Regions from separate parts of the Zea mays genome. Here regions 2 and 3 are each linked to region 1. The links are chromatin contacts, called in public Hi-C maps. All regions are on one chromosome and are shown on one strand. The core of a region is the stretch at or near the end of the contact, and the rest is flanking DNA. Distances in the headings are between cores, read along the strand shown. Region 1 holds the start of LOC100276322. Region 2 holds the start of LOC100280116. Region 3 holds the start of LOC100381600 (trehalose-6-phosphate phosphatase4).

What was found. Hi-C and Micro-C count contacts between places; a contact is called where the count stands out from the background.
Region 2: a contact with region 1 is called in a Hi-C map of leaf, with 6 times the contacts expected there. The contact joins the promoter of LOC100280116 here to the promoter of LOC100276322 in region 1. A contact is called at or near these places in 2 of 25 Hi-C or Micro-C datasets (ear and leaf).
Region 3: a contact with region 1 is called in a Hi-C map of leaf, with 8 times the contacts expected there. The contact joins the promoter of LOC100381600 here to the promoter of LOC100276322 in region 1. A contact is called at or near these places in 5 of 25 Hi-C or Micro-C datasets (bundle sheath, ear, endosperm and 1 more).

Annotation. Positions count from the first base shown.
Region 1 is chr4:186,108,817-186,113,282 of Zm-B73-REFERENCE-NAM-5.0, reverse strand. LOC100276322 reads right to left here and starts at 2,322. Exons shown (of 5, transcript NM_001406012.1): 1 at 2,142-2,322; 2 at 737-1,494; 3 at 582-635; 4 at 283-467. The coding sequence starts at 1,406.
Region 2 is chr4:185,723,172-185,727,637 of Zm-B73-REFERENCE-NAM-5.0, reverse strand. It overlaps LOC100280116, which reads left to right and starts at 2,140. Exons shown (of 3, transcript NM_001153052.1): 1 at 2,140-2,551. The coding sequence starts at 2,182.
Region 3 is chr4:185,828,757-185,833,222 of Zm-B73-REFERENCE-NAM-5.0, reverse strand. It overlaps LOC100381600 (trehalose-6-phosphate phosphatase4), which reads left to right and starts at 1,818. Exons shown (of 9, transcript NM_001174419.1): 1 at 1,818-2,217; 2 at 2,331-2,471; 3 at 2,601-2,672; 4 at 2,802-2,879; 5 at 2,994-3,047; 6 at 3,199-3,300; 7 at 3,413-3,490; 8 at 3,651-3,720; 9 at 3,940-4,373. The coding sequence starts at 1,975. The coding sequence ends at 4,172.

The DNA.
Region 1 (4,466 bases), core at 1,073-3,572:
GTTGTTGTATTAGCCCCCAGATAAATGATTTAACACCACAAGCAGAGAATACATGAATTCCAATTATTACAGATCATTCTCTTAGAGCCATGATCCTTCTAGCAATCAAACCATATCAACATGTGAAAGCAGATGTGTGCTCAACAGACTGCCACGCACATTGTTTTATGCTATAATCACAGGTGCATATTGATGGCAACTGGCAAGATACAGAGACACAAACCACAAATTTTGTAATAAGCAAAGGGTGTTAAGGATGGAAAAAAGTCAAAAACAACTTACAAGCTGCGTTGACTCACGGACAAGGGCATTTTCTGTATAAAGAAAGAGTGATCTCTGTTGTTGAGATAGTTCAAACTCCACTCCCACAGCTCGCTTTGATTCATATCCAGCTACATTGGCCGCATATTCATTTCCTCTACATTTTTCCTCCAATGACCTGGCAAACTTGATGCTTTTCTTCAATACTAAGGAACCGGCACGGATGAATTGACATCAGTAAAATGTAGTCACATAAATAAAATCAGAAACATGTAGTTACTTATATGAATATGATAAAGGAAATGAATTTGGAGTCATACCAGAAAGCCGGCTTCTTGCATCCTGATAATGGAGATCCATCCACATAAAAGCAGCTATTTCAGGGGCAAAGAAACAAAAGTAAGGTATATGTTTGCATGTCATCATGCTGACATAAGCAAATGCATCAGAAAGGAAGAAATTAATGTGCACATACCCTTGAGACAGAAAGAACAAGCACAAGATTTTGGGGCAACAGCTTCTTCCAAACCACCAGTTCTCACAGAAGCATGCTGAGCACTAGAAATTGGCAAGTCACCACCTGTCGTAGCATCCAATGAAGACAGAGGTTTCTGATTTCCAGATGACCCAACTATCTCCTCCTGAGTCAAGCACTCACCATCATTTGTTGACATTTTATTAGCTAGCTCTGAGCTGAAAAAATGGTGCAGCAATTCACCATTCGTCTCATCATTATCTTCATCATCATAGTCGTCTTCAGATTCAAGTGAAGAATCCTGCTCCTTATCACTGAGATCTAATGGACCGATTGATGCATAGTGGTTCTTCGAGTCATTGGCTTCCTTGGATAAGAGTCCAGCTGCTTCGGCAGCTATGTGTTGAACCCTACTATTCTGAAAGATAGAATGGCTTTGAAATTTCTCTCTGGCAACATCATCAAACAAATGGCCAAATACAATTCCTTTCCCAATACTGCTAGCTTTTGCATTTGCATCGTACTCTTTCCTAGTCCCAGTCTTTTCAATCCGTCTGATCTTTATCCCACCTGTACTCTTCTCCAGATCTGATGTGGCTGCTCGCTTGCAAATAACATTTGTCAAGTCCCCAAGCACGTGGCGACCACTACCGTGGGTGTTTTCCGCCATTGCTAGATCCAGACCCTCACCAGTCAGCTAACAATGAGAGCACCAAAAAATCCTGGCCTCAAATGCCTGGTCAATCCACAGACAAGACCTAATAAGCTAACAATGAGAGCAGTTGAAGTAACGGCAGAAGTGAAATTCCAAGATGGATAGTATAGGGCTGTAGGCTAAACAAATAGCTAGGTTTTGCCCATAGAAAAACAGCTGGATCCGTCCAATACAGGAGGGAAACAAGTACATGCGCAGCGTGCTAATTGAAATTTTGGGGCAAATCCAAGCCCTTTTGAAGCAGACAATGCATGCCACAAACGAACAAATAGAAAATCCAAGGTTCTATATGACGTAATTCTCCCAATCTCGCTCACAGATCAAAATGCGAAGTCCATGTTGTTAAATCAAGGTCATAGCACCGTAACGAAATGAGTACCCTTATGCCTAAAGGCTAAAATTTAGAGCGGGAGAAGACACGGATCCATAACTCTTGCGCAGAGACGCCGCGACTACAATCTAACCAGGGGAAGGGAGGGGGGCGCGAGCACCGACAAATCCGGCGGCTATCGGGGACAAATCAAACGTTATAGCCTTCCAAGCGTGCCAAAACAAGGGAAACCTAGCAGGATCCTCGCTCCTCACGCGCGTGGACTGCGGACTCGGCAGCCAGAAAGGAAAGCGCGAGTGAGGCGGTGCGGTGCGGGACGGTAGGGAGGGGAAGCAGGGTTTGGACTTTGGAGTGCGAACCTCGCGACGAGACGCCCCCGCCTTTCCGAGGTCGCCGCCTGCAGGAGCCGAGGAACGCGTTGCACGCCACGGAGGGGAGCGCGGGTCTGGGGAGGAAAGAGGGGGGCAGGGGGAGCGTTGGTTTTTGTTGGTGGAGCCAGGCGGAAACTGGAGCGAGCCTAGAGTCCGAGACCGGGAGCGCGGAGCGCCCCAGCGCTGCGCGCGCTCGCGTTCAGAATTCAGGGCAGGGGTTGAGAGCGCCAGGGCGGGAGCCGAGGCTCGGCACCGCGCGCTCGCGGGCGTTGGATTGGGGATCCGCACCTGCGCAGCCGACGGGTGGCGCGCTCCAGGGGTCGGCCGCGTGAGTCGTTTCACAATCAGTTCTCTTTTTTTAGAGAAGTTTATAGACAAATTAAGGGCTAGTTTAAGAACCCTAATTTTTCAAGGGATTTCTATTTTTCCATGAGAAAATGAACTAATTTCCCTTGGGAAAATAAAAATCCCTTAGAAAATTAGGGTTACCAAACTAGTCCTAAGTGTATGTTTGGTTGGACTGTGGCTGTGAAAAAAACTGTTGTGTGCTATGAACTGTTGAAAATGCTGTTGTGTGTTGTGAGCTGTTAAAAACTAAAAACTGTTTGATGAAAACCACTAAAAACTATTAAAAGTTATTCGATATGTTTTACGGTTTCATCCGAAAGCCACTAAAAACAGGTATAATGGTGCTTTCAGTTTTACACTAATAGAAAGTCAGCTTTTAAAAAAAAGATGTTTTCTGGATCTTACCATTTGGTTTGGCTTTTTGGTTTTTAGAGAATAAAAGCTAAAGCCAAAAGTTAAACTAAACACACTCTAAACATGGTACCATGAACTGTATATGTGCATCGTCTTAGACTTAAATATGTTTTGAATGCTCTTGATTTCATGGCCTTTTGGTCCGGCTATGGATTCTTGTACTATTGCGTTGAGATGTGTTATATGGCTATGAAAAATATGGACGGTTTGAAAATACCATAGTTTCTAAGAAACTGGTTTCTATCATTGGTTTGTATACAATGGTTTATGGAAAAAAACTGATTGTGCATATTTGGAATCTAGTATCTTGAAAACCAAATACTAACTTTTTGTTACACAAAGATAAGTCTATCTTTGCTCTATTTTAAAAGTAGAAGATTTAATTATTTCCTTTATTTTTCTTGGCTACCAATTTTAGATATAGCTTGAATTTGTTTTTTTTATTCAAAAATTTAATTAATAATTAAACATTTAAATTGGGTAGAGTGAGCGGTGAGGAGAACATACGCATAAACCTAGGAGCAGTGGCAATCATTGTAATTTACACCAAATTAACTAGGGGTAGTACATAATTTGCCAAGCAAAAAATTGGTTTTAGCTAGAAAATACCAACTTCTTGGTTTCTTAGAAACCATGAATCCAGTTTCTAAAAACGGAACCATAAACGGGTACATTTGGGAATCTCATTAAATTTGGGTGCTTCTTTCCTATTGCTGCTTGAAGTCTTAGGATACGTTTGGTTTAGCTTTTTGAATCTGAGTTTAGTTTTTCTGTAGCTACTTAAAAAAGACAGCTTACGTACTGAACAAATTTGAAAGCAGATATGTCCTTGGTTTTGTTGCTATCAACCTATAATGATTGAAATAAAAATAGTTTTAATTAAAATATTTAAAGTGGAATTGTAAACAGATTTGTTGTAAAAATACTAGGAACATAAAATGTTAAATCGGTTTTTTTTAATTAGATATATTGACTAAGATATATAACTACACAAAGTTATACATTTTGTTCGTAGTGACAACTCACGGCAGTTTTAACCAAACAACTTTCTACTATTTTCTAACAATAGACAACTCGCATCATCTTTTTTATAGACCACAGATAAACCAAACACACTCTTAGACTGTCTTCGTTAGCATTCTCTATGTCATTGTTCTATATCCCTTTTTAAAATATTTTTAAAAGATTATTTCATATAGCTTATTTCTCTCCGGCAATGTCTTCTATACCTCGTTCTCAATACATGAATATCTATGTTAGAGACATTATGGTCTATTTTTTACTTATTTATCATATTCTCAAATGTTTTATACATATTTTAGCTTTACATTATTTATTATTTAAAATGTGAAAATGGATTTCAGGCATTCGGCTTTGACGTGACTGATCATATTTTTACTAGATCCATGATAATCATGGGCGGAACCAGTGTATAGTCTAGCTAGGCGGCCGACAACCTATAATTTGGTCAAAAAACAAACTACTTCTAAGTTTTTGTTGGATCTTTTATGGGCTTGGCCCATTTATTGAATAAACTCTATGGTGTGTAAT
Region 2 (4,466 bases), core at 891-3,390, 390 kb after region 1:
CCGTGGCCATCTACGTGACGACAGACACACATAGCTAGACAAAGCAAATTAGATCAGCACATGAACCTCTATCTCAATCTCAAACATAGCAGACAAAAAAAAAGAGAGTCCAATCAAAGTAGCTGCAGCAAGCAAACAAGGTTATACTGCCAGCGAATAATTCGACGACGACAGCGAAATGACTCTCAGCTCGCTAGGTCAACTGTTCGAATCCTATTACCTGTTTTTAAGAGACCAGTTAAGATCAGCTGATTGGCACTGCCAACCTGCAGCTGCTCCAACTAAAACCGTTTCTTTCTGACTACTTGATTAGCGCCAAATAAACAATAACGACGACCCGTCCATATCCACATGCATGGACCCGCGCGGTCTCTTTCCTAGTGGTTAAACCGTCACGATCGCGATCGCACTCTCAGAGAGTGACGGTTGTTGTTGCATATCCTCACGAGTTCATATTCGGACTCCATTTCTGGTGTGGGGTTGGCAGTCATTATATTAGCATCCACGAGAGTGACAGCAGATGAGAAAAAGAAAAAAAAAACGCAGCATAAGAGATGCCCCGGCCACACCACTACTATATACTCCACGCATTCAGCTCGTGGACTGAAAAATCTCAGACAATTCTGAGGTATGTAAAGACAGGTGCCTGACAACGACGCCGCCGCTAAAGAATGAGATCCCGGTGAGCAATGAGATCGCCGCCGGAGCATCGCGAGGTGCTGACTGTGCTCGACACCAACCCTTGGGCGCCGATCGGTAGCGCACTCGCGACGGCGGGCGGGGTCAACTACAACTACTGCCCGACCTGGCGCTGCCTAGGAAATGCCTACAAAAACACCTAATCGTAGGTGACGGCCGGGTCGTCGTTTGGAGCTCGATCGCTATACGGTTGGGAACTGTGTGCATGGAAAATGTGGGGAAAGTTTAGCTACTGGATTCTGCTAACCAGCCATGATCGACGACTCATTGATGATGAAGTGTGTCAGGTTGGCAAAAAGGAAGATCGGGCACATGGGAAATGGCGCACGTGTGCGCTACCCACCAGTAGACCTAAGAACGTGGTCGGTCGTTTGGAAATGCATTTGTTTTTTTTCTTTCCAACTCTTCTGGTTGGACTTCGGAGAAGCATCTCTTTGAGGATTTTCTTTGCTTTAGCTAGATAGTTTATTGACATTCCTCCTTGTTTAGGTGTGGTTGCTTTTGCAGCAACAAGTCGTTTGATCCTACATGCATGAACAATCGTAGTAGTTTGATGTTTCTCTTTCAATGAACTTGATCCAAAATCAAACATCTTAGGTTGTCTTCAACAACTCCTCTAAATAATTTCCTACCTTGTATTTAGAGAAGATTTTTCTCCTCTATACACACCAGCAGTGTACTCTAAAATGTCCTCCAAATACGGAGAACACTCCTTCATCCTCTATATAGAAACTATATATCCTCTCCTCTATTTATTTATATTTGAGTGTATGATAAATAAATATATACAAAAATCTAGAGCTATATATATATATATATATATATATATATATATATATATGAGAGATAGAGAGAGAGAGAGAGAGAGGATGTTGTTGGAGTTTCTATACCCTCTAAATTCTCATAACCACATTTAAACTATCTTCTTACCTTGGTTTGAAATGGTTTTAAAGGTAAGTTTGTCTTTTTATTTAAAAAACAGAAAATACTTGATGATGTTTTTAGACCATAAAACATAGCTTACCTTTTTAAAAATTCTATTTTTCTAGATTTAGATTTTCATCGGAAAATGTTAAAAATATATAGACATTTTTGGGTTTAAAAACCTTATCAAATATTTACCTAACTTCAGTACCACTCCAAACTATAAAAAACAGGGTAAATAATTATTTAAATAATTTATAGCGTGAGATGTCTGATTTTAAAATTTAAAAATAAAAACAAGCATAGTGATACTTGGGACGTAGAATAGACTTTCTTTTCCTTTTCTTTCAGTCTGGACTCTGGAGATTCTAGATGTTTTGCAATAGTAAGCCCATATATTTTCACCCATCCGAATAGTAAGCCCATACAGCCCACGTATGGGCCCGATAATGCTGAAAGTTAAGCCCGTAAACACCCCTCTATTATACGGCATGAAATTGCTATACTAGATTTGCAGGCAGTTGAGCCGAACGGAAAGAACCAAAAAATAACCAGACAATGAGCTTAACGCTTCTCCAGGGCTACTCCTCCGCTGAGGACGACGACGATCCCGCCGCCGGCGCCGGCGCTGGCACCGAGCTGAGCGAGTCTGGTGATTCGTCAGCCGAGGAAGCCGGATCGGACGAAGACGAGGAGTCCGCTCCTCCAAAGCCGCCCCCCAAGCTCCGCCGCCGACCAAACCCTAAGGGGGGAGATGCCGGCGGCAGCGACGGGGGCTCCTTGCTGCCCTCCGCGCTGGAGGCCTTCGCTGATGTCTCGGGACCACCAGATTTTTTGAGGCACAGGGTTGCCGAGCCAGAGGAAGGGACGGAGGCCCTCGGTGTACTCGATCGCCGTGGGAAAGAGGGGAGCAAACAGCCGCCTCCAGGTAAGTAGATTTAAATACTCATTTTTTTGTGGAAACTGGAGACTAATGTTTTTTTATCCTCTCCTGTTTATTTTGGTAATGGTAGAGGAAGAGATAATTGTATTTTTGCCACTCACAATGTTGTCTTCCTGTTATAATTACCACTGTGTCTATGAATTGTGGGTCCAGCTGGGTCTATGAAATGTGGGCCTGATGGCAATTTTACAAACCTGTTTCTTGCTGATGGCAAATATCAAAATCTCTCGGTAGAGGAATGGAGGTCGATTAGATTGCTACCAATGTAGTTGCAGGTCTTGCATTGTTAGAGAATTGACGTAGATTTTATAGCAGTACATGTAGCGTTTTAAGATGCATTTAACAGAGTCTGGATGCAATTTCAGTTCCGAGTTCCCAAGATATTTGATGGTGAAACTTGACCAAGAATTAGGAATAGGCAAATTTGATGTACTGTGTATTTCCTTTGCACGTAGAGTGATACAGCTACCCTTTTAGCTAGTATCTGTGAGCTGGAATGTGAATACGTCACTGTTTTTCAAGTCTGAATGAAAAGGCAACGATCTATCTCGGCCACCATGAAGCTCTGCTGTTGGAGATATTTGATCATACAATTGCATTGCTAATTTTCTATAGCCAGTGTTCTTAAGGCGTCGCCTTGTCGCGCTAGGTGACGCCCAGGCGTCCAGGCGCTCGGGAAAAACTGGCCGCCTTGCTCGCCTTACCCGCCTAGGGGTCGCCTAGGCGCTAAGGCGGTTGTCTGGTGCACTTGCTCGCCTAGGCGCCTTAAGAACACTGGCTATAGCATCAGTTTTGTGTTCATCTGTTTTCAATTGCATGGCATAAATCTTTGTACAATCAGGTGGTACACTTCTAGAGTTTGTTTTAGTTTGAAAATATAAATGTGTAGTCTATACTCTATAATTGTGCTGGCGGTGTCTCTGGAGCTAAAGTAGTATTTATTGGTCCTATACTTCTATTTGTTTTGTTTTTAGAGAAAGGAAGACTCTGCTCATAATAAAGCATATAAAGTTTTACAAAACACCGTAATCAACTCTGCTGGATACATCAGCTCTCAAGCAAATATCAGAAGCCACTACTGCTAGACATGAATGTCTCAGAAGAGAACCAACCAAGCTACTAATAAAACACTAAAGAAAAAGCATCCACTATGGATAACTCTCGAGGAAACAGAACTTAACAAAAGATGCAATAATTATTGGTTCTGTTTGTTTGTTTCACTGTTATGGCGATTCTTTGATTCACAACTGCATTTGACCAAGTAAACATGGTTGTTCAGAAAAAAACAGAAGGCATCATGCAGTGAAAGACGAGAAACACTGCATAATTTGTTCTTCAGCATGACGTCTTCTACTGACTGCATATTATTGTTTGATGATTGTTCTTAGCCTATTGTTACAAGTTATACTTATTTGTGCACTGCAATTATTGGGGCTAGTATTAACTTATCAAGCAAAAACCACGATAACATTTTCAGGATGACGCAATAATGACACACATATATGGTCTTTGTGCTGTGACTATTACAGAAATACTTAGTTGGCCCCCACCAAGCCAAGTAAATAAGATGTTTTGGTGTCTAATTTATGGTTTTACATTTATATTGAAACGTGGCGGTTGGAAATATTTGTAAAAGCTGGTTTCTCAAAACGTAATACACCAGAACATCCACCCATCATGACATGTGCCTGTTAACTGCTCTGTTAGGGTCACCACCTCAATATTTCTGAGCTTGCCACTCAGATGATAGTAATGCAGGTTTATTTTCTCAAAATACACCAGAACATTCATACATCATCCCATGTGCCTGTTACCTGTTCTGTTGTATGTTGCCACCACAATATTTCTGAGCTTGACACTGAAATGGTAGCAAAGCGTGTTTGCTTTCTCAAACGCAATA
Region 3 (4,466 bases), core at 569-3,068, 280 kb after region 1:
TTCCTGAAACCCATTGGCATGTAGAAGAAGTCATCTCCCTGGGCGGAGGAGACGACTCCATCTACTATGGAGCATATCTGCCGATCGTCGGCGACGACCTCGTTCGTGCTTGGCTTCCGGATGGCAGTGGCCACCTCGAATACCACTGTGCTCTGTTGGGGTTTGACGCTTGTGACCCTGGGCATCACAAGGCCTAGAGGAGCGCCAACAGCGGTAACCCCAAGCATCATGCTTGAGGTTTCCCCCGCTTTCTGCCTGATGGTGTTGGCACGACTGTTGAGGTGCCACCTAAGAACGATGGCAAGCATCTTGAGGCGTTGCTTTTTCGCCTTTCGCCAAATGTTGGTGAATCCACCTCTACCGAGCTTGTCGATGGATGAGTGGGATGTCATCAGCAAGGGGCCAGGCTAAGCGCCCCGCCTCTACCTGGCGCGTTAAATGTCGGACTAAGACGAGGACCGACGGTGTAGGATTTGGCGCTAGTAGGATGAACTCAAGGACACACAGAGTGTTAGATTTGTTTGTGTGCGGGGTTTGGACCGTACATCCGTTGTAAGTTGTATTGTCTAGGAGTCTCCGTGTGTTTTATTGCATAGGAGTCTCTGTGTGTTCTTGTGAGGTTGTCTATTACCTTATGTGTGCCTTCCCTTTTATAGCCCAAGGGAGGCATGTACATAGTGCCCGAGCCCCAACAAGTGGGCCTAGATATGGAGTAAGTGGAGCGTCGGTCCGTGGATAATGGATATCTTCTCCTCGTCGTGTAGATCTCCTGGCTTGTCGTGCCCTTGACTCGTCTAGTCGGAGGAGTGCATAGGAGTATATTGCGGCGTAGGCTAATGCGCTATCACACGTAGGGGTGCTCAGGCGTTGTTGTCCTATCTTCTCCGCCTGTCTCCTTTCGTAAAATTTGACAGTGCTTCGTAAAAGTTGTCACACACCATGTCGCCCACCGGGAAACTAAAACTCATCCAACAACGGGCCAGCCGATTACATCCAGTCGTACCAGGCTATGGTTAGCGGCAGCCGGTCGCAACTAGTCATGGCTGCATCACTGTCAACCACGACTAGTCAACAATCAGCCGATGTTCGACACCGTTGGTTGTCCATCAGCCGTGAGGGAGGGGTTGGAGCAGTCCTAGTGAATTTATTCTAGATGGACCAAATCTACTATATCAGAAGTTTCTAGTGGATCAAGAACGACATACCATGCTTTTTGATTTGGTTGATGAAAACAAAGCCTATCATGTATGACAATTTGACAAGGCCGAAAATCTGCCATTTTGATAAAGAGTTGTGTAGGTTAGATCTGCAACAATAGAGTAGTATCGACGATGTACTGAGTAACGATATCATTGTATATTGCAGATTCAGGTTACGGAACCCTGTAATCAGTAATAGAGACGTGAGATTCTCGATTCCTTTTACGGGACGGCATGAGCATAAAGAGAGATACAAGACAATAATAGAGAAACTCCTCTTTTGTTGGTTATTACGAGAGTGGTAGAAAAGTAGAATCTCTTTATGCTTATGTATTAGCCGTAGTGTTTCTTGACACTATGTTCATGCACATGTAGACCTACACCTACCTTCGCCCATGCCCAGTTGCCGTTGCATGCTACGAAACAAATCAATTCGGCGAGGGAGGCGGGCCATCATGCACCAATGCGGCTGCGGCCTACTAAGCAGCCCGGCGACCACCCCCGGCCCAGACGTCGGCTCCACTCGGGATACTACGTGGCAGGCCCTCTGGGCCCACCCCCGAGCTATAAGTACGCCGCACTCCTACTACTCCCAACTCGCATCGCATCCGCCCACATCTCAAGCCCTGAGAAGCCCGCACACTCCCCCAGGTCCCTGAGGCTAACTGCGTTCGTCCCGTCCAAGTGCTTCGTGTTGGGACGATCGAGAAAGTCGCCGGGTTTGCCTCCCACGAGCCTGCCCTGCTGCCTGGGGCCGCTGGTGAAGCGGAAGCACATGACGAACCAGGACGTGGTCGTGTCGGAGATGGGCATTGCGGCCGGGACCGCGCTGCCGGGCTCGAGCCCGGCCCTCCTGGCCTGCCGGGGCGCGGCGGCCGGCGCCATGTCCCTGCGGTACCTCGACCTGGCAGCGGCGGCGGCGCGCTCGGCCAGCTGCACCTGGGTCGAGGCCATGCGCGCCTCCTCGCCCACCCGCTCCCGCGCCGCCGCCGACGTCGACGAGCTCACGGCCTGGATGGTGACTCCACTTTGCCTCTCGTCTTCTTGACACGCGTCGGGAGCTTGCACGCGCGCGCGCGCGTGCATGGCTTGTTGCCTCCAGGTACGATGCTAACCCTGTTTCTCTCGCAGAGGAAGCACCCGTCGGCGCTCGGGAAGTTCGAGCAGATTGCCAGCGCGTCCCAGGGGAAGAAGGTCGTCATGTTCCTAGACTACGACGGCACGCTCGCCCCCATCGTCGCCGACCCGGACGCCGCCTACATGAGCGACGTGGTGAGGCCTCCGATCCTGCTGCTCTCCCCGGCACATACAACCTTTTCATGGCGGCCGGACGAAAGCTCACGCTCGGCTCACCCTCGACCTCGACTGACGTTTCCCCCCTTGCGCTGTACTGGTCCGCAGATGAGAGCGGCGGTGCGCGACGTCGCGAAGCACTTCCCGACGGCGATCGTGAGCGGGCGCTGCCGCGACAAGGTACATTGCCTGCGCCACTCGTCTCAGCGCCGCAAACACTTGACAAGCTCGCGCGTGCGCTTGGGTGCGTGCATAGGCCATTGGCTGATTTGTTGGCTTTCTTCTTCGTTCTGGCGCGCGCGTGCACAGGTGCGCAGCTTCGTCGACCTGTCGGAGCTCTACTACGCCGGCAGCCATGGCATGGACATCGAAGGACCAAGCTCCAATGTACGCTCGCACGCTAGAGCTCTTATCTCCTTCGATTGATTGAGTTGGTCGGAGACTAGCTCTCCATGACTGTCGTGTAATCAAATCTTGCCCTCTCATTCCAACCCTCTCCAGCCCGAGTCAGTTCTGTGCCAACCTGCGAGCGAGTTCCTCCCCGTGATCGACGAGGTACGCTGCGTGCTGCTTGCTAGAGTCGTCGATTAGAAGTAGAAGCACACTTGTCCACTTGCGCTTAGCTTGTGAAGTCCAGCCGATGCACGAGGAGATTAACAATAATGGCCGCGCACGCGCGCGGTGAATCCGCATTTTTTCCCGTCAGGTGTACAAGGCGCTGGTGGAGAAGACGAAGTCCACGCCTGGCGCCAAGGTGGAGAACAACAAGTTCTGCCTGTCCGTGCACTTCAGATGTGTAGATGAAAAGGTACCCCCCATCTTTGGATGCCAAGTTGCATCGACCACGCGCGCGCGGCTAGTTTATTCCCACCAGCTCTGTACCTGTCTTATAGTTAACACTTGTCTCTTCCTTGCTGCAGAGATGGAACGCATTGGCCGAGCAGGTCAAGGCAGTGATCAAGGACTACCCCAAGCTAAAGCTCACTCAAGGCAGGAAGGTAATTAGCTAGACTTGACCGGAAACACATGTACGGCATAGCTGATTGGCTGTCCTTGTCCTTGCTTAATAATACAAGTACTAGCTAGCTGGCTAGTGAGTACTACTAGTGAAGATCAGAAACTGAGCAAGACTGCTGGAACTTTTGGCGCGTGCATCAGGTTCTGGAGATCCGTCCGAGCATCATGTGGGACAAGGGCAAGGCCTTGGAGTTTCTGCTCGAATCGCTCGGTACGTGCGTTACGACAAAACAAAGCCCACCCCCCGCCCCGCCCCGCCCTTGTCTATTTCGGCCGTGTCGTCCACAGTTGCTGCTCTCGTTTCGCCTGCAGTTTTTATTCAGTACCTGCGCGCGTATCACACCTCCTGTCCAAACAAATCGCTGCTGGCTGATGCTGATGACACGCACACGCCGCCTATTTATTTTTTCCGGCTGCTGTCGCTCTCCAGGATTCGCCAGCTGCAGCGACGCCCTCCCGGTGTACATCGGTGACGACCGCACCGACGAGGACGCCTTCAAGGTGCTGAGGAAGAGGGGCCAAGGCGTCGGGATCCTCGTGTCCAAGTGCCCCAAGGAGACGAACGCCTCCTACTCGCTGCAGGACCCCGGCGAGGTCATGGACTTCTTGCTCCGCCTGGTGGAGTGGAAGCGGAAATCCACGACGACTCGGCCGCCGGTGTAGCTCTTGTTCTTGGTCGACTAGTCAATCGATGGACCGACCGATCGATCGAATGGGCGTCCAATCATGCGCGAAAACATACCCCACCACTGCAAGACCAATTTTTTTTTCTGTCTCTCTCTCTCCCTCTCTCTCCACTCTCTCTGACGATTCTTCAGCTTGTGGTGGCCTCCGAAACCGACGACTCGTGGTGGTTGCTGTGTTACATGTTCTTCGATTCCCTGACCACCGTGTGCTGCCGGCCTCCGCCACCACCGAGCGAGGAAAAAGGAGGCCGGCCGGCCGCACACAAAGCAC